4 separate regions of the Gossypium hirsutum genome follow, and regions 2, 3 and 4 are each linked to region 1. Evidence: chromatin contacts called from public Hi-C data. All regions are on one chromosome and are shown on one strand. The core of a region is the stretch at or near the end of the contact, and the rest is flanking DNA. Distances in the headings are between cores, read along the strand shown. Region 1 holds the start of LOC107910232 (probable enoyl-CoA hydratase 1, peroxisomal). Region 2 holds the start of LOC107908329. Region 3 holds the start of LOC107910240 (protein PHOSPHATE-INDUCED 1). Region 4 has its middle 42 kb from the start of LOC121215107.

What was found. Hi-C and Micro-C count contacts between places; a contact is called where the count stands out from the background.
Region 2: a Hi-C map of leaf shows a contact between it and region 1, with 1.7 times the contacts expected there. The contact joins the promoter of LOC107908329 here to the promoter of LOC107910232 in region 1. A contact is called at or near these places in 3 of 34 Hi-C or Micro-C datasets (callus and leaf).
Region 3: a Hi-C map of leaf shows a contact between it and region 1, with 2.0 times the contacts expected there. The contact joins the promoter of LOC107910240 here to the promoter of LOC107910232 in region 1. A contact is called at or near these places in 2 of 34 Hi-C or Micro-C datasets (both in leaf).
Region 4: a Hi-C map of fibers shows a contact between it and region 1, with 3 times the contacts expected there. The contact joins the enhancer-like site here to the promoter of LOC107910232 in region 1. A contact is called at or near these places in 14 of 34 Hi-C or Micro-C datasets (anther, callus, fibers and 4 more).

What each region holds. Positions count from the first base shown.
Region 1 is chrD02:14,483,464-14,486,190 of Gossypium_hirsutum_v2.1, reverse strand. It overlaps LOC107910232 (probable enoyl-CoA hydratase 1, peroxisomal), which reads left to right and starts at 1,356. Exons shown (of 3, transcript XM_016838016.2): 1 at 1,356-2,067; 2 at 2,152-2,434. The coding sequence starts at 1,658.
Region 2 is chrD02:14,710,674-14,713,400 of Gossypium_hirsutum_v2.1, reverse strand. LOC107908329 reads left to right here and starts at 1,371. Exons shown (of 4, transcript XM_016835525.2): 1 at 1,371-1,687; 2 at 1,776-1,858; 3 at 1,937-2,136. The coding sequence starts at 1,801.
Region 3 is chrD02:14,674,951-14,677,677 of Gossypium_hirsutum_v2.1, reverse strand. LOC107910240 (protein PHOSPHATE-INDUCED 1) reads right to left here and starts at 1,326. Exons shown (of 1, transcript XM_016838026.2): 1 at 267-1,326. The coding sequence starts at 1,326. The coding sequence ends at 382. It overlaps LOC107910239 (serine/threonine-protein kinase SAPK2), which reads left to right. Exons shown (of 9, transcript XM_016838024.2): 9 at 1-263. The coding sequence ends at 207.
Region 4 is chrD02:14,306,330-14,309,056 of Gossypium_hirsutum_v2.1, reverse strand. It overlaps the pseudogene LOC107910581. Among protein-coding and RNA genes, the nearest start is that of LOC121215107, 42 kb to the right of the region's middle. Within about 2 kb of position 1,391, at least 1 of the 9 cell types and tissues checked has an H3K27ac peak or open chromatin away from gene starts, as enhancers often do. A contact at or near this core is called in fibers, where this site is marked.

The sequences.
Region 1 (2,727 bases), core at 107-2,606:
TTGAAAGGCCATAACTTTTCGCTCGGTTGTCCGATTGAGACGAACTTTTTTTATTTCAAATAACTTTTCGAGATCTACGCGCTGACAAACAGCCGAAGGCGGTTTGCCACACTTTTCATCGAAAAAGATCCCTTTTTGCCCCTAAATTTTAATTTTTTCGGTTTAAAATTAAATTTTAAAACATTCAAATCATTATTTTCCTTATTTATTTGAAGTAAACACCGGATTTTTTTACAGAATTGTTGTATTATTTCTTCTGATTTGACACGTGTATGGAATAGGTCCGATAAATCGTTAGAACGTAAGTAATATAATTAAGATAATAACAGTATTTTTATAATATATCAATTAATTAGTTTAGTTTAGTTGGTTAAGATGCTTGCTCTTTTCCTTTAATACCTTGGTTCGAATCTTGTTGTTAACAATTTTGAATCTTTTTTAAATCAATAGCAACAAGTACAAAAAAATATTCAAATGGCACATCACATTCCTCAACAGTCAACTCTTTTAACATAGAAAAGGAATTCTTATGAAATTTGCTGTGCCATATCCTCTTTGCGTTCCTCAAATGGCAGATTGTGATTTTCTCCAAGTTAGGAAAAGTAACCTGCATAATGATAGAAAGTGCTAATTACAATTAGAAATAACTTATATAAAATGTTAGCTCATCGATGCTTAGGCAAAGGCATCGGTAACTCATATAATTAAGACAATTAGAATCATTGGTCGTTTGAGAAGAACTTAAATGAATTTAATATAAAATTATATTCAGTTGACTTTTCTGTACGTAACTATTAACATATACACACACTACAAATAATGATTTGAATGTTTCGAAATTTAATTTTAAACCGAAAAAATCAAAATTTAGGGGCAAAAGGGATCTTTTTCGATGAAAAGTGTGGCAAACAACCTTCGGCAGTTTTTCAGCATGTAGATCTCAAAAAGTTATTCGAAATAAAAAAAATTCGTCTTAATCGGACAACCGAGCGAAAAGTTATGGCCTTTCAAAATTTTTCAAGCTAAAAATGAGAAACTGTTCATCCACATCAACAAATCGCGCCCTAGGGCGCGATTTGTGTCCACGTAAGCAAATCACACTGACATGAACGCGATTTCCTGGCGCGTACCCTAACATCGCGCTGACGTGGACGCGATTTCACGAAAAATGGACTATTCCAATAAATTAAATAATTGGTCTATTTCAGTAATTTTTAAAAAAAAAATTTAGTCATTTGCCCTAATATAACATCTTCTGATCAGGCCGTATCCAAATTAAAATTTTTTATCTAAGACTTAACCTAAATAAATATTTTTTATTTAAATTCTTTTATATTTTAAGTAGATCTCTGGGCTTAGACAAGTGAGTTGGCACTCGAATAGATCTACGATTGAGTTAGTTTACCCTTAAATGAAATAAACAGTAGGGAGTGGGATTTTTTTGTTTTCTTATGTTCTTATCCGCTTTCCCGTCGCCGTAATCAGACACGCAATTCAAGGCATTATCTACACGCGATCAACGATGATGACGAAACCCATTTACCAAAACCAGATCCATGTTGAAAATATTTTTTTTATATAACCATTTCCAAAATTGCAATAAAATTTATTCATCTTCTCTTTTGAATCTTTCCCTTTCTTTCCTTTTCCTGTAAAAATGGAGGGTTCCTCGTCTGACAAGCTGATCGTTGTGACCCGTGAACCTGATGGGATCGCTATTGTTACCATCAATCGACCCAAATCTCTCAACTCCTTGACCCGACCCATGATGGTGGACTTGGCCAAGGCTTTCAAGGCTCTTGCGAAGGACAACTCGGTGCGGGTCATCATCTTGTCTGGAGCTGGACGGGCTTTCTGTTCAGGCGTGGATTTGACGGCTGCACAAGATGTTTTCAAGGGTGACGTTAAGGACCCGGAGACGGATCCGGTTGTTCAGATGGAGCAATGCCCCAAACCCATCATCGGAGCTATCAACGGCGTTGCTATTACTGCCGGCTTCGAGATCGCCCTCGCTTGTGACATGCTGGTCGCTGCTAAGGGAGCCACTTTCGTTGATACTCACGCCAGGTAACAATTGCTGAAGATAAACAAGTCGAAGGCTTTGATTGTCTCATGTGTTGATTTAGTGTTGTTTTCAAAAAATGATTGTAGATTTGGGATATTTCCTTCATGGGGTTTATCCCAGAAGCTTGCACGCTTCATAGGACCAAACAAGGCTCGCGAAGTGTCGTTGGCAGCCATGCCTTTGTCAGCAGAGGAAGCTGAGAAATTGGGGTTTGTCAATTATGTTGTTGACCAAAATGAAGTGTTGAATAAAGCTCGACAACTTGCAGGAGCAATTATGAAGAACAGTCAAGACTTGGTTCTCAGGTACAAGTCTGTGATCAATGATGGGTACAAATTGGATCTTCGCCAGGGTCTTGCCATAGAAAAGGTATTCATTAAGCTTATGTGTATCTTTTCTTGGATAAGCATGGTTTTATTTATCTAAAAGAACTTGGAAATTGCTGCTACATAATGAAAAGAAAGTAATCAAAGCTATGCAATACAAGAATAAAAGAAAGTGAAAAAGATTGTATTCCATGTGTCTTTACATGGTATCTTAGCCCTGCTAACGGTCGTCTTCGCACGGTTAATGGTATGTTTGGTAATCTGCTGAAAAGTTCCATATAATCTGTTGTTTATCTCCCTTCAAATCTGGTAGATGAAGGTCCTAGCAATACTCAA
Region 2 (2,727 bases), core at 122-2,621, 230 kb before region 1:
TTAATTGCAATAGTAATTGAATAAATTAATAATGTTAACCATATATGTTATGCCAATCAACTTCAATTTTTCAAATAAGACATATTTTTAAAATTGTCTTCAAAAAAAAAGTTATTTCATCTTAATGGTAATTTTATTTTAATAAATTTAGAATTTGTAAATTTATTATAAAGGAATAATGTTTTATATTTAAAATATAAATTTATACATAAAAAATTAATATATATAAATATATAATTATGCTTCGATGGTCTAATTAATAAGATGATTATTTTTTAATTCAATAAGCTATTTAATAGTACCCAAATAATAAATAAATAAATCTTTTTATATAATTCAAATCCAAATGATAATTAAAAAAACATAATTAATGTAATTCAATTATGTTTGAACAATTAGATTCTTGACTTTAACATATCTCCATTTTGTTTAAAAAAAACACTCCATTTTTGTATTTGTAAATTAAAAATTATGTAAGATTTTTCCTCTAAATCAACAAAAAGAAAAAAGTAAAAATCCAATTATAATTTACAAGATGTATCAGAATATCAGCTAAAGGAGGACAAAAGAATGCTTTACACTACATCAAACAACAAACATTATTTTTTTTAAAAAAAATCAAAATAAAAAACAACTTTATTGGGTTTGAACCATTTTAATCTTTAATGGGTTTGAGCAGTTGGGCCAAATTTTAAAATGGAAAGGAAGTCCAACATTTGGGCCTAATTTTAAAAAAAATCCAAAACATGGATCAAACTGGTTGAAGCTTCTTTTGGTTTTTTTATTATTGATTGAATTGATACGAGAATTTTGTTAAAGTAGGCCTAAATCGGAAAACCCATCTATTGAAACTAGTTGGGCTTAGAATATAAAAATGGTGTCAATTTGGTGGGAAATGACTAATTTATAATTATCTCGGGAGTTTTTCACAAGCGGATTGAAGATACAACGAGTGTCTTATAAGTGAAAAAAATTAAATATATAAATAAATGTTAAAAAAAATTGATTGTATAAAAAATCATGTAAAATTGTAAAACCATTTTAGTTCTACACTCGTATCTGAATTTTATTTGTGTATATTGTTTTTAAGAAAAATAAAAAATTCATCCCCGACCGGATCTACAATACAAGTTGATAGGTTGATGATAACTTGTAGTGCATTTAGATATGATATTTGACAAATTCCAATAAATTAAAAGACGTTATTCCTTGAAGAAAATCAAACAAACGAACTAGAAATAGCAGTTAGGAGGAAACTTGTAAGGAAATTCAACATATGGCCTTAACCAGGACTAGGGTTCATTGACTTTAATCAAATTTATAATATTTACCTTTCTTCCTAACCCACCTAAAACATACTTTGGATCGTTTCTAGCTGCCATTCCTACGCGCTATAATTTATTCAACAAAACCCTCTCTGAATTTTTCTCATTTTCACATACCTTTACTTCATTTCATTCCCAGACATTTATGGCGACTACTTCAGCATCCATCTTTCCATGCAAACTTCAAATGCCATATTCCTGCAAACTCCAGCCTCCCATTATACGTTTTAGCCATTTCTTGGTGATATCAAATTCAATACACAAGGCCAAAAATCATCAGATTCTACGGAACCACAATCTGCAACCGCCGGGCATCGGTCTTAGGTTGCTAAATACAGACAGGGTCAACAACCTGGTTCCTGGTTAGTCTTATCTACCTTTTTTTTTTCTTTTCTTTTTACAAATAAACAAGGAAAGAAATGATGTATTTGAGAGTGAGTTTTTGAGCAGGAAACTATGGGTTGTGGGACTTGTGATGAGTATAATCCTACCCTTTTGGAGGAGCAAATGGGGGCCATTGTTAAAACTGAAAGGTATGGATCATAAGTTATTCAAATTGCATTTCCATATCTCATCAACATATTTTGAGGTTAAGTAGTATATATGTACAGACGAAGTTGAAACAATAATAGATAAAGCAGAAGAGGTGACGGATATTGTGGAAAAAGTGGCGGGACAAGTGGAGGAAGTGGCGGATGATATCGGAAATCATCTGCCGGAAGGCAGACTTAAAAATGCCCTTCAATTTCTTGAAGATATGGCTCAAAATACAGCTGACGGTGCACGCTTAGCTGGGGATCTCATTGACAAGGTATTTTGCTTTCATTGCTATTTACCTAATCCCTTTTTCTTTTCAGCATTTTTAATATTTTATCACTGGCATAAATTCTAGATAATACATCCAAAAAGAAAAAAAAAATTATCACTAGAGATACCTTTTATTTTAGGCACTTAAAAAAAAATATTTACCAAATGGATACTCACCTTATGAAATTTGTTTATTTTATTAAAATTGCAAACATGGCATTGATTATTTTGCATTAAAATACCCCTTTTTTAACCAAAGTCTTCTGTTGCAAATTTAAACTAGTAAAATACCCCTAAAGCCTTCAACACAGATATTTAGTTGGGATTTTCATCCTAAGCTCACCAATCTTGAAAATGTGGTGTAAAAATTACCATTTGTTTTCCCTTCTTGATTTGTTGCAACAGATAAAAAGAAGCTTTAACATTCAAGATGTTCCCAAAATGTTAGGGTTTAGGGTCTTTTTTTTAGTGATTAAAATGAAAATAAATCACTTGAATGCAAAATAATAAAACGGATATTAATATCCAAGGTGGAAAAAAAATTAGTTGAAATGCGAATTTACTATTTTAACCAAAGTGATCAAAATAAATAAAT
Region 3 (2,727 bases), core at 77-2,576, 190 kb before region 1:
GAAGGTGGAAGTTGGCAAAGCCAAGATGTAAATAACCCTTCACAAACCATTGAAGAGGTACAGTTTATAATACAGGAGGCCATGAAAACGACTGAGGTCCCCAAGGTTGGGGAATTTTCCATGGGAGGAAGCATGGATCTTGATGATTTGGATGCTGGTACAGATCTTGATGTAGATACAAGTGGTGATTTTGTGTGCCCACTATGAACTAAAACTAAACAAATGTGATCTCTCATTGTTATACTAAAGAAGTTTCTGTGAAATTCTTTGTCAATGAATAATTGAATCTCTATTCAATCGTAACGTAAAAAGAATAAATTGAATGGTACAATAAAAGAATTTTTACTAGGGACTGGCATGTTGGGATGAATAATATTTGTTTTAAGCTAGAGTGGCACAAGTTGAGGTTGAAGGGTCGAACAGGGCTGGAAGAAGGTACTTTCTTCCATTGACACCATGTGCATTGTAGCTAGCTCCGGTTGTAGCGTCGACTGGAAGGTCCCCAGCATAGCCTGGATAAGCCCCTTTCCCATAAATCCCAGGGCAAGCGGAAGCAGCCTCCATTGGTGCTTCTTTTGGACCTTGATAGTAGCCATTTCCAAATGGGTTGGTGACAGTCCCAGCCAAGAGGGTAGCTAGGTTGATAACCATCCCATCCAGACCCACATCATTGTTGGGTGCAACCAATGGTGGGTTCTGTGGTCCGTAGATGGGTTGGTGGAATGGCCAAGCGCAGTGACCTGGGCACTGTGTCTCCGAGTTACCTACCCAAATATAAGCCAACTTGGAACCAGAATCTGAACCATGGGTTCCACACCTGCTGGAGCAGAACCCTTCAACAGCAACATCAGCTGATGTCAAGACAACATTGATGGGGTTTCTCTGAGAACCCTTTGATGCTAATTGCAGTATTTGTTCATTTGTTAGTGATTTCCCCAAAGAGTAGCTCTCATCGAGGATTTGTGAACCCAAGGAAATGACAAGGGAAGAAGATTTGTTGGTGAGGTGATAGTATTTATCCATGGCTTTCCACCATGTAGCAACCGAGGGTTGAGGTGAAACAAGCTTGGAAGAGGCGAGGGAATTGATGAAATCGGACACAATGGCACGTTGAGAAGGCTTGAAATTTCCATACCAAATGAGATTAACAGAGATGTTGCCAGTTAGAAGAGGGCCATTGTGGTATTGGAACAGCAATGGCTGCTGGGTTTGATCCGACTCAGGGACAGACCCACCAAGCCTCCTCGCTTCTGCATTGAAATGAATCCAAGAGACTAACACAACAAAATACAGAACAACAACATTGGAAGTAGCAAAAGAAGCCATGGATGAATTTGATTAAGTGGTGAGAAAACTCTAAAAGAGAATGTGTTTTTGTGGGATTTGGGATGAAGGGACGTACCTATATAGCAGGGTTTTTTCTTGGGGGTTGAAAGGAGAAAGTGGTAGGAAAGAGGCTTTCTTATAAAACTAACCTACAAATTTTAATTAATTATATAAATGATTTATTTTTTAATTAAACACATAAATGACTTAAAATTTACCGTGAAAGTTGATGGAGCCAATGAGTTTGGCGCCACATCAGCAACTAGGATAAAAAAATCAATTTTGTAGTGAAATCGTGTAAAATGGCGGCACCTATATAAATACTAGGAAAATACTACAATTTTTTTAAAAAAATAGAGACTTTAAAAGAAGTTTTCATTTCCTGATGGAGTCAAATAAATTGGCGCCACTCGTTTTCAAAGTTACCCATCCCTTTTTCCTTTTAAAATTTTAAATGTCTTTACCTATTAAAATATATATTAAAATTTTAAATTGGTTAATACTTAAAATTTTTTAATAGGTTCAAAATTTTAATATATTTAAATATTTTAAAATTTTAAAATTGGTTATACTCAACTTTTTTTTTAACATATTTAAAATTTTTATATTAAAAAATATTTTTTCTCTTTACCTATTAAAAAATATATTAAAATATTAAAATATATTTTAAAAAACTATATTGAATATATTAAAATTTTAAAATTGGTTATACTTAACAATTTTTTAATATATTTAATTTTTTTAAAATATATCAAATATATTAAAATTTTAAAATTAGTTATATTTAACATTTTTTAATATATTTAAAATTTTAATATATTTAATTTTTTAAAGTTTTTTAAAATTTTAAATATATTAAGAAAATCTTTTTTGTCTTTACCTATTAAAAATATATATTAAGTATATTAAAATTTTAAAATTAATTATACTTAACATTTTTTTAATATATTTAAAATTTTAGAAAACTTTAAAAAAATCACATTGAAAACATTGCTCCACCAAAAAATGGAAAATATTTTTTAAAGTCTCTCTATTTTTTTAGAAATTATAGTATTTCTTTGATACTTATACAAGTGGTGCCATTTTACATAGCTCCACAAAAAATTAATTTTTTTTATCTCGATTGCTGACGTGGCATGTTGGTGACTCCAAACTCTATGACTCCACTAACTTTCACTATTGATTTTAAGTCATTTACGTGTTTAATAAAAAAAATAGGTCATTTATATAATTAATTAAATTATTTCAGTTAATTTTACAAAATAGCCTAGGAAAGAGGCAAAGAATAAAGAGGAAGGTAAAGAAGTGGAGGACTGAGATTCGATTGGATGCCAGCCAAAATGACGCGTTTCTTGCTCTCAACTTCAACTTCAACTTCAACTTCAACCCAACTAATGTAAG
Region 4 (2,727 bases), core at 142-2,641, 180 kb after region 1:
CCTTTTTTACCTTAGTAAATACATAGTTGGCCAAACCGTACAGTTCGCCTGTATAAGTTCGCACCTGGTGGGTTTGCGCCATCATGCAGACAAACCCATACTCAGGGTGATCCTAGAATAGGATACGCGTTGGCATGCATGAGGGCCTACTTAGCATGTCACATCCATGGATCGTGCCTTATAAATTGGAAAATTGGCCTCCATGAAAGAGAGACTCACGAAACACTCAACAATATGTTAAATCAAAATGCAAATCGAAACTTTCTACTAACAATTTCTTCCATTTGTACTGTTAAAAATCAGCATGGTTGATGGAATAACCAGATAATGACACATGGTATGTCACGTGTACCTTATGCTGACATTTAGGGAACAATTTTTTAAAATAGAAATGGATAAATTTTTTAATAGAATGATTAATTTGCTTGTTAATCTAACTTATGGAGACTGATTTACCCATTTTTGAATAAATGAGACAAAATATAATCTGACTCTTAATACAATAACTTTCATCATACTTTTACGTATAGATTTTTTTAATCTTTATATATTGTTATATAATATTAAATTTTAATATTTTCATAGTAAAACTATTTACGTGCCTTCCCTAAATACACATTGTAAAACCAAAATAGGGAACAAAAAAATGTTTTAAATAGTATTTAATGTTTTTTGAACATTAAAAAGACTTATATTTTGTGTTATTTTTGTGAATAAAATTAAATTAAAATTAGGTTCAAACTTTGAAAATGTTACTTATCGAGTTAAACGAATAATCCATTCATAGAACAACATTCTATAACATTCGTAGAAATACAATTACTGTTTTGTCTATTTGTTATTAGTTTTACATTTTCATTTGCAATTATAAAACAGATAATTGGGATTAAAGAGTTTAAAGAAATCTTGTGAATTAAATATGAAACAATAACCTGTATTTATCTCCATACAAGAATTATAATTTAGGTCGGTTTAGTTGAAAAAAATTAGCAAAAAGCAAGGTCATTTGTGATATTCGATGTAACGTTTGTCCTTTTTAAGGCAAGACACAAGGCAAAAATCCCACTCAATTACACTCACCTTGTCTCTTTAATCCTTTCCTTTCCTTTCTGTTCTATTCAGACCACCAACATGAAGCTCCAAACTCCTTCGCTCCTTTATCTCGTTTGCATTACTTCATTGCTATTCATCTTATCTGAGTCGACTCAGCCTCCTTTCTCATGTGATGCATCTGACCCCGCAACCAAATCCTACCCTTTCTGCGAAACTACACTCCCCATCACCCAACGAGTTCGAGATTTGGTGTCCAGACTCACATTAGGCGAAAAGATATCCCAACTCGTTAACTCAGCCCCCGCCATTCCAAGACTTGGCATCCCTGACTATCAATGGTGGTCCGAAGCCTTACATGGTTTAGCTGTCAGCCGAGGCATGCGTTTCAATGGAACAATCCGATCAGCCACAAGTTTTCCTCAAGTCATTCTCACCGCTGCTTCCTTTGATGTTCATCTTTGGTACCGCATCGCTCAGGCTAGCCTTGTCTAATCATTGTTGTATATTTTTAACTAAAATCGCATAACTCGAAAGACATGAAACCTTTTGCAGGCAGTTGGAATCGAAGGTAGAGCAATTTACAACGTTGGACAAGCCATGGGGTTGACATTTTGGGCACCAAACATTAACATATTTAGGGACCCAAGGTGGGGAAGAGGGCAAGAGACACCTGGTGAGGATCCTTTGGTTACTGGGAAATATGCAGTGTCATATGTGAGAGGGATACAAGGGGACTCTTTTGAAGGTGGGAAACTAGGTGAAAATCTTCAAGCTTCAGCTTGCTGGAAGCATTTTACTGCTTATGATTTGGATAATTGGAAAGGAGTAACTCGATATGTCTTCAATGCAAATGTAGGTGCTAAACTTAAAAAATTTTAAACTTCGATTGCTTTTGATTAATTGGAAATGCCCCATATTGTTTTGGATTTCAGGTCAGTTTACAGGATTTAGCAGATACATATCAGCCACCATTCCAGAGTTGCATAGAAGAAGGGAAAGCTAGTGGGGTAATGTGTGCTTACAATCGTGTTAATGGAGTCCCCAACTGTGCTGATTACAATCTATTATCGAAAACAGCCCGAGGCCAATGGGGCTTCAATGGGTAACATTACAAAGCTCTTTTCCTTTCGGCCATAACAATACCAGAAAGATGATTTTATGATTTTCTTGGTTAAAATATTATCAGATATATCACTGCAGACTGTGATGCTGTCGCCACCATCTATGAACAACAAGGATATGTTAAAGTACCAGAAGATGCTGCTGCAGATGTTCGTAAAGCTGGTATTGTTGATTAGTTTTGTTTTTTTTTTTTGCCAAATGAACTCTATACTTAACATGGTTATAATGGATAGATGCTAATAGCATCATCTGAATATTTGATCAATGAATTTTACAGGAATGGATGTTGATTGTGGTTCATATTTGTTGAAATACACCAAATTAGCTGTTGAAAAACGAAAATTGTCTTTGTCTGAAATCGATAGAGCCCTGTACAACCTTTTCTCTATCAGAATGAGACTGGGGCTTTTCAATGGTAATCCAGTTAAGCAGCCTTTCGGTAACAGTGGTTTGGATCAAATTTGTTCCCAAGAGCATCAAAATCTTGCCCTCGAGGCTGCTCGCAACGGCATTGTCCTTCTGAAGAACGCCAAAAAAACTCCTTCCGCTTTC